2 separate regions of the Callithrix jacchus genome follow, and region 1 is linked to region 2. A link is a contact called in public Hi-C data. All regions are on one chromosome and are shown on one strand. The core of a region is the stretch at or near the end of the contact, and the rest is flanking DNA. Distances in the headings are between cores, read along the strand shown.

Region 1 (6,581 bases), core at 3,908-6,407, 200 kb before region 2:
AGCTCTGGCTTTAGAGACTCCCCTCTCAGTCAACGTCTGAGCTCTGGGCTTGTGCCCAGAAATTGCCCCAAGACCACAGGAGCCCTCCAAGAAGCTCCCGTCGCAAGCTTAGCATTGCCCTCTGCCACATGTGGGCTTCCTCAAGCCTGCCTGTCACAAGCTACTTCTCTGAGCTCAGCAAGTGGTCCTTGCTGAGGGAAAATGTCCCAACTGCACTGCTAATTTCTCAGTTCCATTTACCTTCCAGGCCTCCTTCTCAAGCAGTTAATAAAGTTATTCCACAAGTATTTACTGATTACCTGCTTGTGCCAGGGACTATTCTCAGGCTGAAGGAGAAGGTAGGAGGGGAGGGCGGAGCCTGAGAAGCCACCCGAGCCAGCTTTATATTTCAACCATGGCTGGCCCATCTGAGAGCATCTCCCCACTCTCGCCAACCTATTGGGCATTGCCCAGGGATACTCCCAGGTGGCCCAGATGTGCCCCCTTGGCTGGCTTGTTAGTGATGACATGCACCTTAGCTGCTTAGCTGGTGCTGGCCTGAGGCAGGGCAGGAAATCAGAACAGCATTTGCTTCTCTGGGCAAGTGGGAAGTTCAGTGGGGCAGCAGAATCAGCTGCATTCCCTGTGATATGGGCTGGTGAGCCCGCTCCAACCCCGCTGAGTGCAGCAGCACACTTTCCATACACCGGGTTCTTTCTGCAATCCTTCTTCCTGCCCTTCTTAACTTGAGAACTCTCTCTCTTTCTGGGTCAAGAGCTGGAGTGGTGGCTCCATCCTCTTTGGGCCAACTTTGGTCCAGGAACTCATCTTTGCAGGAACCAGGAGTCCTGAACACACTGGACACACATCAGAGGGAGGATCCTTGTTCTGGATTGTGCACCTGGCTTCAGGGCAGGGATGAGGTGACCAGGCTTAGCTTCTGGAGCTTGTGGGCCACCTGGGTTTTGGGAGATCGCCATCCCATGGATGCTCTGACCTTCCTTCTATGGAGACACAGGCAGTGCCACTAGGGAGGAGGGGACCTGCAAAGCTAGAATCTAGGGCACTGTTTCCTCCCCATCCTCCTCTTTGTAATGTTTGTCTTGTCTGTCTTCAACCTACTTTTCTCTTTTTTGTTTCTCATCCTCTGTGCCGCCTCTCCACCCAGGAGACCATGTAGCATAGTGGAAAAAGTCCTGGAGGGCGGTCGGGAGTTCTCCGTCACCATCCTGGCTCAGCTCCTAACTCACCATGTGACATCAGGCTATCCCCATTCCCCCTCTTGGGCCTCAGTTTCCCAACTTGCAAAATAAGCAGAGAGAACCAGATGCTCTCCATGGTCTTTTTTCTACTCTGCCATCTCACGGGTCTTCATTTTCTTTTATTTTGTTTTCTCTGGAACTTTTCCATCCGAGGGTATAGGAAGTGCCAGGACCTGTTTCAGTTTTTGAATCCTACAAGCACATTCCAAGACTGGCCTGAAATTGCATGAGCAACATCACTCGAAATACTTTTTTTTTCTTTTTTCAAAAGCACCTTAACAACCAATTGCGATGCTGTCCTGTTCCTTTTTACTCACACCCTTCTCTCCTCTCTCGTCCCCATGCTCCCCCACCTCAGTGCTCCGTGCTGTATGCGTGTGCTCTCTGTTCTTGTATACTCAATAAAAGTGAAATAAATGTGTTTGATGCCGTCTCCTCTCTCCTGTCCCTGTCTCTCTCTCTCTCTCTCTCTGTCTCTCTCTCTCTCTCTGACCTTGGCTACTGGTACAAGTTGGCATGGTGGGAAGGGCTAAAACTGAAGTGGAGACATCCCAACTTAGAACATGTTTATTCAACAAATAATTGGGGCTCAGGGTGGTCCAGGCCTTGGTGACTCTCCAGGCACAGCACAAACAAGACGAAAGTCCCTGCCCTCCAGGAACTCACAGGCTAGTGGAGGAAACAGATGCCAACACAAGCTGTCAGTTACAGTAATCAGCACTAGGAAGGAAATACACAGGGAAAAGAGAAGGAAGGTCACTGAAGGGGACCACTTTAAATACGGTGGCCAGGTAAGGCCTCCCTGAGGAGGCGATCTGTGAGCTGAATGAAGAGAGGGATCGATCAACAAAGATGAGGAACTCAGGTGCACATTCTGGGAGAGGGGGACAGCAAGCATTCGGGCCCCAGGACGTGTGGGGGGTTGCTGAGCGGAGAAACAGCATGGTCCCTCCTCTTCCTGAAACAAGAGTACCTACGTTGGGGTCTCACTTCCTGTAACCCTTCTACATTAGAGCCTAGTGGAAAAGAAAATACAACAATCCTCAACTTCAGCCTTTTCCCAAAACCTCTATATATGTTCCCATATCCTCATACCACCTGTCCCATTATTCACTTATTTTTATTTAAATTGACTTGGGCCAAATGCTATGGCTCATGCCTGTAATGCCAGCACTTTGGGAGGCCGAGGCAAGCAGATCACTTGAGGTTAGGAGTTCAAGATCAGCCTGACCAACATAGTGAAACCCCGTCTCTACTAAAAATACAAAAAACAAACAAACAAACAAAGCCAGGCGTGGTAGTGCGCACCTGTAGTCTCAGCTACTCGGGAGGTTCAGCTGAGGTGAGAGAATCACTTGAACCCAGGAGACAGAGGTTGCAGTGTGCCAACATGGTGTCACTGCACTCCAGCCTGGGTGACAGAGAGAGACTCTGCCTCAAAAAAATAATAAAATAAAATAACTAGATTGACTCACTTTAAAAGCAACTGTATTTAAAAAGGAAACTATGTTGCTTCCACAAACAAAAAGCTTATGTCATTTGCCAAGAAAGGAGGTCTTCATAAAATAAATGCAAAAATGCTAAAATTAAAAGCCATCATGCATGTAAAACCTAAACTCATCCCTTAGACCACCTAAAGTGCACACACCACACTTTCCTTTTATTGCACCAAGCAACTCATCTCAGGCCACTTTGCTTCATTGCTGCGAATCTCCCCAGCGAGTCTTTTCCACGTGTATGTATTTTTCCAGAGTTGAAGTCATCTTGTACCTACCATTGCAAATACTTTAAAATATATATATATCTATCTTGAGCATTTCCTTATACTTTCAAATACTAAATACTTCTTTTCTTTGGAAAGGTAATTAATTAAATGACAGACTATGCAGTGAAAAGTGATTCTTCAGCCTTCTCCAGATTTCTGTCTCTAGTCAGAGGCAATTGCTGCAAGGAACATCATGAATCCTTCCCTGAATTGTCTCTGTCGGTCTCCTTTAGCAATCTGTTATCCCTAGGGCTCTGGAATAGGACTTTGTTTACAAACAATGGGTCTCCATATGATTTTTCAGGCCCCGTACACCCTGATCTATATTTCTGCCTCCCATAAAGGGCCATCCTCTCTACTTTCAGGGGATAATCAAAGGTAAATTCACCCAGATCATTATTTTTCAACTGGGTTGAGAGTGGGGGAGTGATCCCTCCTCCTTTCCCCCCAACTCTCCGCCACCCCAGGGACATTTAGCAATGGACGTCACAACTGAGGGGTGCTACTAATGCCTAGTGGGTAGAGGCCAGGGCTGCTGCTAAACATTCTACAATGCAGAGGACAGCCACCTGCAACAAAGACTTATCTGGCCCCAAATATCAATAGTGCTGAGGTTGAGCCATTCTGATCTAAATGGACATGTAACCCAAAAGGTGGGCCTCCTAAGTCACCATCTACAGCTTCTACACCCAGTGTTCAGTGCCCTGGAGTCTCTGAGAAGATGGTGAGCCCACCGGGGACTTTGAGACCAGACCACAGAGCTCAGTGTCAAAGACTGGGAGTTGGGGATGGGTGAAGAGGGAGCTGAGCTTCTTCATGCAGGAAATGAAACTTGACAGGACAGGCTGAGATTGATAAGCATGACTGTGACTGATGAAGGCTGTCTCTGGTTAATCCTGCAGCAGCTCATTGTGATTAACCATGACTGCAGGGCCCTGTCTAGTCTGCAACCCACTAAGAGATAAATTTTGACCGAGACAGATTGGCGTGTCCAGCTGTCACTGAGGAAATGTGACAGACAAGCTAAGGAGCAGCAGCACAGAGATAAGAACATACAGGCCTTGGTTTGCATTCTAGCTCTGCCATTTTCTGGCTGGGTAACATCATCTGTTTGAACCTCAGTTTTCTCTTCTGCAAACTGGGAATATACATACCTACTTACTAGGCCAGTGTAAGGATTAGAAATACCCAAGTGGCCTGCCCTAAAATCACATAAGCCAATTCTTTTTTTTTTTTTTTTTTTTTTTCCCAGACGGCATCTTGCTCTGTCACCAGGCTGGAGTGCAGTCATGCAATCTCGGCTCATTGCTATCTCTGCCTCCTGGGTTCAAGTGATTCTCCTGCCTCAGCCTCCCTGGTAGCTGGGATTACAGGCACACACCACCACACCCAGCTAATTTTTGTATTTTTAGTAGATACGGGGTTTCACCATGCTGGCCAGGCTGGTCTCAAACTCCTGACCTCATGATCACCTTGCCTTGGCATCCCGATGTCCCGGGATTACGGGCGTGAGCCACCGCATCTGGCTTCACCTAAGCCAATTCTTTGCAATAAATCACTTAACACAGATCTCCTACTGGCTCTGCGTCTTTGGTGGAGCCCTGATTAATAGTGCAGAGTTAAACTCGCAGTACCGTCATCGCTCAAGACAGGCAGGTTCTTTCCAGGCGTTGACAGCCTGACTGACATGTCGGACTTGGCCCGCAGAAAGGACACGGGGGGATCGTGGGCATAGGGACTGAGGGAGCGGCTGCTGGTTCTCTGGGCCGGTGGCTGGGTCTCTCTCTGAGGGCTGACTGTGACTGGAAGCTGAGACGCTGTGACCGGGATAGACACTGGCTGCCAGAGACTGTGACCGAGCGCCTGGCTGGCTGCTACCGGATAACCATGGCCCTGGCGGTGCTTTAGTGACCGTGACGGCTTGAGCCCAAAGGAAGATGTCTGGGGGCTGTGCTTCTGGATGGGGATATAAAACGCGTAGCTTAGTCCAAGTTGTTCACAATTAACGAGACACTAATAACAAAAGGCAACACTGGATCCGCCGGAACCTGCCGGCACGGGCCGTTCTTCCCGCGACCCAGGGCTCCGCCGGACCGCTCTCTTGGTTGCTCCAGTCCGGCGCCAAACCGGAGAACTTCCGGTGCGTTTCCGCGGTTTCGGAACGCGGGGCGAGGCGGTGAGTGTGGTCTCCTGGCCTCTGTTTCCTCTCCTGATTCTGTGTGTGTGTGTGTGGGGGTGTGTGTGTGCGTGTGTGGTGTGTGTGTGGGGTGTCTGTGTGGGGTGTGTGTGTGTGGGGGGGTGTGTGTGTGCGTGTGTGGTGTGTGTGTGGGGTGTCTGTGTGGGGGGGGTGTGTGTGTGGGTGTGTGTGTGGGGTGTGCGGGGGGTGTGTGGGTGTGTGTGGGGTGTGTGGTGTGTGTGTGGGGTGTGTGTGTGGTGTGTGTGTGTGTGTGGGGTGTGTGTGTGGGTGTGTGGGTGTGGGGGGGGTGTGTGGTGTGTGTGTGGGGTGTGTGTGTGGTGTGTGTGTGTGTGCAGGGTGTGTGTGTGTGTGGTGTGGGTGTGGGGTGTGTGTGGGGGGTGTGTGTGTGGTGTGTGTGTGTGCGGGGGTGTGTGTGTGTGGTGTGTGTGTGGGTGTGTGGTGTGTGTGTGGGTGTGGGGTGTGTGTGTGGGGGTGTGTGTGTGGGGGGGTGTGTGTGTGTGCGGGGTGTGTGTGTGTGTGGTGTGTGTGTGGGTGTGGGGTGTGTGTGTGTGTGCGGGGTGTGTGTGTGTGTGGTGTGTGTGTGGGTGTGGGGGGTGTGTGTGTGTGGGTGTGTGTGTGTGGGGGGTGTGTGTGGGGGGTGTGTGTGTGGGGGGGGTGTGTGTGCGGGGGGTGTGTGTGGGTGTGGGGTGTGTGTGGGGGGTGTGTGTGGGGGGTGTGTGTGGGTGTGTGTGTGTGTGTGTGTGTTTGTGTGTGTGGCGTGTGTGTGTGTGGCCGGGCCGCCCCTCTTCTCGGCTTGGAATCGCGGAGTGCCTTGAACTAGGCCCACCTCGTCAGGGGGGCCGTAGACCCTTCCTGCACTGAACCTGGCTCTGCCCTACTGTCCGCGTGACTTCCAGTGAGGTCTTTTCCCGAACTGAGCCTTTGTTTCTCGTTTACAAAATGGATATCATACTTGTATTAACTAAATATTTACTAAGCGTCTCATGTGTGCTAGGAATACAGCAGGACTCAGTCTTGTGACGGTGACAGGCCTCAATCAAACATGCAAAGCTCCAGTGGTGATAATTGAAACGAAGGGTACAAGGCACCCGAGAGTGTGTCACAGGAGACCTGATCTAACCCCGGGTCAAGGAACCTTTACTGAGGAGGTGAATAGTGAGCTGAGATCAGAATAAAGATTTGACAAAATGGAGAGGGAAGAGTTTTCTATCTGGAGAGAGAGAGCCTCCAATTTCAGGGTCCGAAAGGGGAACAGAGCTTGTTGGGGACCATGGTGTGAAACAAGCTAAAAGGGTTCCCAGAGGTCAGACCATACAGACTTCATGGGTCATAGGAAGAATTTTGGTTTTCCGAGAACGATATGGGAAACCACTCAGAG
Region 2 (7,106 bases), core at 1,760-4,259:
TAAAAATATAAACATTAGAGGAGTTTGGTGGTGCACACCTGTAATCGCAGCTACTAGAGAGGTTGAGGCACAAGAGTCATTTGAATCTAGGAGGCAGAGGTTGCAGAGAGCTGAGATAGTGCCACTGCACTCCAGCCTGGTGGACAGAGCAAGACTCTGTCCCCCTCACAAGAAAAAAAATAGGTGTGTGTGTGTGTGTGTGTGTGTGTGTGTGTGTAGAGAGAAAGAGAGAGTGAGTAAAGATGGGGCCTCTCTATGTTGCCCAGAGTGGTGGTGAACTCCTCAGCTCAAGTGACCCTTCTGCCTTGGCTTCCCAAAGTGCTGGGATTATAGGTGTGAGCCACCATGCCTGGTCAGTTTCCCCATCCCCATCTTTTTGTTGGAGACAGAGTCTCACTCTGTCGCCCAAGCTGGAGTGCAGTGGCACAAACTCTGCTTACTGCAACCTATACCTCCTGGGTTCAAACAAGTCTCCTGCCTCAGCCTCCCAAGTAGCTGGGATTAGAGGTGCACAGCACCATGCCCAGCTAATTTTTGTATTTTAGTAGACACAGGCTTTCACCATGTTGGCCAGTCCGGTCTCAAATTCCTGACCTCAGGTGATCTGCCTGCCTTTGCCTCCCAAAGTGCTGGGATTACAGGCATGAGCCACTGCGCCCAGCCCAGTTTCCCCATCTTTAAGTGAAGAGGCTGAGCTGGAGGATCTCTAAGATCCCTTCTAGTACTGAGATCCTACAGTTCTCTGAGTGACCGGTGGGCATTAAGGTGGGAAAGGCAGGAAGCCTGGGGTTTAGGCCTAGAATTCGAGGGAAGCAATAATAACAGCAGTAGTAGTAGCAGGAATCGTTAACAGCTGCTGTCGGTTAGCACTTGCCCGCTGGCCACTGTGCCTGACCTGGTACCCTTTCATCTGCATTACTGAATGAATCCTTACTGCAGCCCCAGCAAGCAGGCAGTGTCATCCCTATTTTAGAGATGAGGCAACTGAGAGTTAAGTAAGGAGTCGTGACTTGCCCAGGGCCACCCAGTAGAGAAAGCTGGATTCCAATCCTTCTGTATCAGGGGCCCGAGCTATAGGATGCTTGGATTTTATATCCAGAACGAGGATTGGGAGAGGCCCAGGGTCAGGTAGATGTGAGACAGATTGAAGAGCTGGGGCCATGGAGGTACCGGGTGAGTCTAGGGGCCTGATAGAATCCACTTGAACATCGCAACAGAGCTGATGCCCTTCGGGGAGCCCTAGACTGTAGAACTTGATCCACTTCTATCCAGCCTCTGGAAATGTCCCGGACTTTTGCCCCGGACTTGCAGGGAGGAAGGAAAGGAGCTATAGAATTGGTCAGGGCCAGCCTTGGGCCTTAAACAGTCAAATGCAGGCTGGTGCTGCCACCCCGTGGCTGCAGGGGGCATCACAGGTGTGGACCACCTGTGCATCACAGATGGTCAAGGCCTCCAAAAGCAGGGTGTTCTCCCTTTGCTCATCACCCCGACACTGCCCAGGCTGGCAGTGACTTCCGTTTTTCCCTCTGCCACTGGATGACGTTGGCCAGTCTCTTTCCCTCTGAGCCTCAGTTTCCCAGGCTGAAGAATGGGTGGGCTGAGCCCTGTCTGCTCCCCACTCCCCACCAGGAGTCTGGACCGCCTGGATTCAGTGGACATGCTGCTGCCCTCCAAGTGTCCGAGCTGGGAAGAGGACTACACCCCCGTCAGCGACAGCCTCAACGACTCCAGCTGCATCAGCCAGGTGAGGGTAGCAGGCAGGCTGGAGGGTCAGGGGGCTTGGGAGAGCACTGACTCCCATCCGGGAGGAGGACTGATGTCCAGGCCCAGCCCCTGCTGAGTGACCCTCAGATGTCTGTACTGTGCTTCTGTTTGGCCCTTGTTCCCAAAGCCTCCTGTATGTGTCTCTGCCCCACCAACTGTCCTGTAGCTGGAGAGCACAGTTATGAGGCCTGACCCAGGACGCCAAGGGAAGAAGCCCATACCACTGCTGTAAACACAGGCTGCCAGCAGGGCACTGAGCCGTGTCACTTCCCATTGGGTTGAGAACCATGAGGATAGGGAACTGGAGACCTGGGTTCGAGTCCTAGTTTTGTCACTTGACCGTATGAACCCAGGATAGTCACCTTCCCTCCCTGAGACTCGGTTTCCTGATTTACCAGAGGAGGGTGAGCATTTCTATTCAGGGACTATTGAGAGGAATAAGTGGAATCATGATTGCGATGTGCTCACCAGGAGGCAGCTGCCTTTCTGGTCATTATTAGCATCTTGTGTGACCTCCAGCAAGTGACTGCTCTACTTTGGACTTCTATGCCCACCTGCTCAGGGGGCACTTGGGCTCTCAGGTGCAGGCAACTCTGCCTGTGTCAGTGAGGAGCTCACTGTGCTGCACACTGGATTCTTATCCAGCTCCTGGAGCCCTCCACCACCCCTTGAGGTGGCCTCGTTATCCGTATCCCCATTTCATAGGTGAGGCAACCGAGGCTGAGAGAGGTGAGGTCATGCAGCTAGGAGAACTCAAATTTGGGCAGGGATCTGGAGCTGTCCAACTCGGACCTGGACCTCAGCTCCTGCCATGTACTCAGCACTTTAGGGTTTGCAAAGGGAGAACCAGCTAGAACCGAAAGGCACCCCCTATGGTGTGGATGGGGAGATGAGCCCCTCAAGAGGGGAAGACAACTGCTGGTAGTAGTAGACAGTGGGGCAGCCAGGTGCAGGCCCAGGACCAGGGCTAGAGGACTGCTTAGAAGGTGTTGGAACCCCAGCTCCTCACAACTCCATTATTCCTGACCTGGCCAAGCCCCTCCTCCAGCCCCTGAGACATGGAGAAGGGTAGAGCGCCCCAGCCCTGGGAACCCCCTGCCCCTGCCACCCTCATCCAGGCCCCACCAAGTCACACCTGAATGGCTGTTCTCCAATCCATACTCAGTGGCAAAAGGGAGCTGTCAAAGCGACACCCCCGCTCCAAACCCTCCCATGGCTCCCACCTGCACCTGCGGGAAAGACAGAGTCCTTCCTTGGACCTGCACAGCTCTGTAAGACCTAGGCCCTGCCTCCCTGTCAGACCCTGTCCCTTGCCCTGCTCCAGCCACACCGGCCTCCTTTCTGCTCCTGATATACCTGCAGGCCGCGTCATTCTGCCCCAAGCTCTCTGCTCTTGCTGTTCCCTCTTGCAGGAGCTCTCTTCTCAAATCTTTGCACAACTGGCTCCTCCTTGAGTTTCAGGTCTTGGCTCAAATATCACCTCCTCAGAGAGGCCGCCTGTGATCACTGTGTCTAAAGTAGCGTTCCCAGGCGCTGTTCCCTTACCCTGCTTAACTATCACTGCCTGGAATTAGAATCGTTTGCTTATTTACTGAATGTCTGTCTCCCTCTTAAAACTGGGATTTTCTGGGGGCGGGGGCCTTGCTGTCTTGTTCCCTGCAGTGTCCCCAGCACCTGGCACAGTGCCTAGCACAGGGCAGATGCTCAGTAGGTGTTTGCGGAGTGGACGGTATCCTTCCCTGTCTCTCCCATCCCACCACGTTCTCTTGTCTCAGTCTTCCCCTCCGTGTCTGTCTCTGTCTGTTTTTCTCTCTCCTCTCTCCCCTCATTCACATTTTTCTCTGACTCTCTGCAGTGTGTCTCCATCTCCATGTCTCTCTCTGTGTCTGTCTGTCCCTCTACACATCCCATCTCCACCCCCGCCTGGGCCTGGCACCTGGGACACCGTTGACCTTTAACTATACAAAAAGGCTTATGAACAGGCCAGGCTGGGACTCCAGCAGACCTCACCCACCACCCGCTGCGCAGTCCCAGTTCTCTCCTAGTCCAGGATCCTCTGACCCTCATAGCCTCACCCTGGAAGCTTGAGTGACCCAAGCCACATATTTGGCCCCAAAGTCAGAGATATCTGAGCCTGGAGAAGAGCAGGCTCTGGGGTCCATTCCTAAGCTGTATCCCAGGTGGGCTGCCTGCCAGATGAGAGGCAGCAGGCAGAGCATCCATGGTTCCAGGGGCTAGACCTAAAGAAGGACTTTTATTAAATTTATTTTTATTTTTATGTATTTTTTTTTTTGAGATGGAGTTTTGCTCTTGTTGCCTAGGCTGGCTGGAGTGCAGTGGCGTGATCTTGGCTCACTGCAACCTCCACCTCCCAGGTTTAAGTGATTCTCCTGCCTCAGCCTCCCAAGTAGCGGGGATTACAGGCATGCACCACCATGCCTGGCTAATTTTGTATTTTTAGTAAAAACAGGGTTTCTCCATGTTGGTCAGGGTGATCTCCCAAACTCTGGACCTCAGGTGATCTGCCTGCCTTGGCTTCCCAAATGCTGGGATTACAGGCATGAGCCACCATGCCCAGCCAAGCAGGACTTTGAAACAGCAGATTATAAGTCCTCAGTAATGCCCAGCCCCAGAAGGAGTGAGCCTTCTTCCCTGGAAGAAGCCAAGTGAGACCTCCTAGCCCTGGGTCCCAGCCAGTCTGGGGAGGAGGTTATACCAGCCAGCTTCAAGTTTCCTAGCAACTGACCCTGAATCCCCCACCCCAGCCCCAGCCCTGACCCTCCCATAACCCTCACCCTCTCTTTCCTGCAGATTTTTGGACAGGCCTCCCTGATCCCCCAGTTGTTTGGCCATGATCAGCAGGTTAGTATGTTTGCCCTTCTCTTGCACCCCGATCCCAGTATCTAGGCCTGGGTCTTAGGCCTGCCCTCTGAGTGGTCCCAGCACCCAGCCCAGGCCAGAACAAGCAGAGCTATCACCAGGAATGCTACTTCCAATGGATGGAGTTAGGCTCACATTGGTGTTCTGACCCTCCTCCCCTACCCCTACTGCTTCACCTCTATGTGCCTCAGTTTCTTCCTCTCAAAAATGAAGAACGAGACAGGTGCTGTGTATGGGGCAAGAAATAACTCCAGGACTCCTGCCCTCCTTTCCTGAAAAGCCTGAGTCAGGCCCGGGAAGACTGTTTGAGTCAGACACGTCAGGGGCTGGGGGCTGGTGATATTAGCTTCCAGGACCCAGCCCCCAGATCCCTTGCCTTTTTTCCTTTCTGGAGCCCCATGGAGGCATTTAAGGATGTTGGGGTGTGGAGTGAGTGTGGAGACTTTCCAGCTTCACACAGGTTGGCGAGATGGTGCCACTCATGGTACTGTCTGGCTGCCTGGAGAGCACCGTCTCCCAGACACTCCTATCCTGCCCCTGTAAGTGGCTCTCTCCTCCCTCCAAGGCCAAAGACCAAAAACCAGAGGCAAGAAAAGTACTTCGAGATCAAACCCACTTTGTAGCCAGGAGGGGACAAGGGACTTGTGAAGCCCACACATCCCACAAGGGCAAAACCAGGGCCAGACCTCCAGCTCCTAATTCCAGCCATGGATGCCTCTTGTGACCATCTCCCCCATGTCACAGGAGCTGTGTGTTCCTCTTGAACATGATTCAAGAAGTTGTTTAAAGAGCCCGCAGTGGGGCAAGCAACCTCTTCCCCACCTACCTTTAATAGACGAGTGGTAAGGGTGTGATGTGTTAACATACAAAGCCCCCAGAACAGTGCCCCCCACACAGTAAATCCCCAGTGATACACACACCAGAAGCACTGACCAGCTGGCTTCTGCACCAACCGCTTGAGAGCATCTTAACCAACGTTGACAGACCACAGAGCTACCCTGTATTCGTGGGTGGAGGTTACTAGGTGCATACTCTCTTGGACCGTATCCTAAGCCTGTAATATGAATTCTCTCATTCCATCTTGCCCACAACCCTGTGAAATGGGGACTATAGTTAGCCCCATTTTATAGGTGGGGAAACTGAGGCATGAAGTGATTAAGTGACTTGCCTACATTCATATTTCAAGGAAATGGTGGGCCCAGCATTGGACCCCTGGCAGTCTAGTTCCAGAGTCATGTGGTTCCTGTGCCACCCTGAAGCAAGACCTCATGCCCCAAGCAGTCACAGGGTCTCTTCATAACTTCAGGCCACAGTTTTGGAGGAGAAACACCTAACTCTTTAACACTCCGGGGTCTGGGCACGGTGGCTCACGCCTGTAATCCCAGCATTTTGGGAGGCCAAGGTGGGTGGATCACAAGATCAAGAGATTGAGACCATCCTGGTCAACATGGTGAAACCCTGTCTCTACTAAAAATACAAAAAATTAGCTGGGCATGGTGGCGCGTGCCTGTAATCCCAGCTACTCAGGAGGCTGAGGCAGGAGAATTGCCTGAACCCAGGAGGCGGAGGTTGCGGTGAGCCGAGATCGCACCATTGCACTCCAGCCTGGGTAACAAGAGCAAAACTCCGTCTCGAAAAAAAAAAAAAGAACACTCCTTCCGAGTGAATTTGGGTATGCCACATGGCCTATATTTTAATTTATCAGTGCTGTACAGTAGAACTTGGCAGTGATGGAAATGTTCTCTAATCCACACTGTCCAACAAGGTAGCCATTAGCTATATATGACTATTTATTTGTTTATTTTTGATATAGGGTCTCACTCTGTAACCCAGGCTAAGTGCAGTGGTGTAATCATTGCTCACTGCAGCCTTGACCTCCCAGGCTCAGGTGAGCATCCCACCTCAGCCTCCCAAATAGCTGGGACTATAGGTGTGCACCACCATGCCTGGCTAATTTTTTTATAAGAGGCAGGATCTCGTTATGTTGCTTAGGCTGGTCTCAAACTCCTGAACACAAGTGAATCCTCCCATGTCGGCCTCCCAAAGTGCTGGGATAACAGGCGTGAGCCACTGTGCCTGGCCTGCCTGTGGTCTTGAGCAAATCAAATGTGGCTACTGTGACTATAGAACTTTATTTAATTTTAATCAATTTTTTTTCTTTTTCTTTCTTTCTTTCTTTTTTTTTTTTTTTGAGATGGAGTCTTGCTCTGTTGCCCAGGCTGGAGTGCAATGGCGTGATCTTGGCTCACTGCACCCTCTGCCTCCTGGGTAGTGATTCTCCTGCCTCAGCCTCCTGAGTAGCCTGGACTACAGGTGCCTGCCACCACACCCATCTAATTTTTGGCATTTTCAGTAGAGATGAGGTTTCACCATGTTAGCCAGGATGGTCTCCATCTCCTAACCTCATGATCCACCTGCCTTGGCTTCCCAAAATGCTGGGATTACAGGTGTGAGCCACCATG

What was found. Hi-C and Micro-C count contacts between places; a contact is called where the count stands out from the background.
Region 1: a Hi-C map of skeletal muscle shows a contact between it and region 2, with 5 times the contacts expected there. The contact joins the promoter of AAR2 here to the enhancer-like site in region 2. A contact is called at or near these places in 3 of 3 Hi-C or Micro-C datasets (induced pluripotent stem cells and skeletal muscle).

What each region holds. Positions count from the first base shown.
Region 1 is chr5:3,059,956-3,066,536 of calJac240_pri, reverse strand. It overlaps AAR2 (AAR2 splicing factor), which reads left to right and starts at 5,157. Exons shown (of 4, transcript XM_002747224.5): 1 at 5,157-5,182. It overlaps EPB41L1 (erythrocyte membrane protein band 4.1 like 1), which reads left to right. Exons shown (of 21, transcript XM_078370980.1): 21 at 1-1,674.
Region 2 is chr5:2,859,869-2,866,974 of calJac240_pri, reverse strand. It overlaps DLGAP4 (DLG associated protein 4), which reads left to right. Exons shown (of 12, transcript XM_035302668.3): 4 at 1,630-1,744; 5 at 4,576-4,626. Among named protein-coding and RNA genes, the nearest start is that of MYL9, 100 kb to the right of the region's middle. Within about 2 kb of position 3,009, at least 1 of the 16 cell types and tissues checked has an H3K27ac peak or open chromatin away from gene starts, as enhancers often do. A contact at or near this core is called in skeletal muscle, where this site is marked.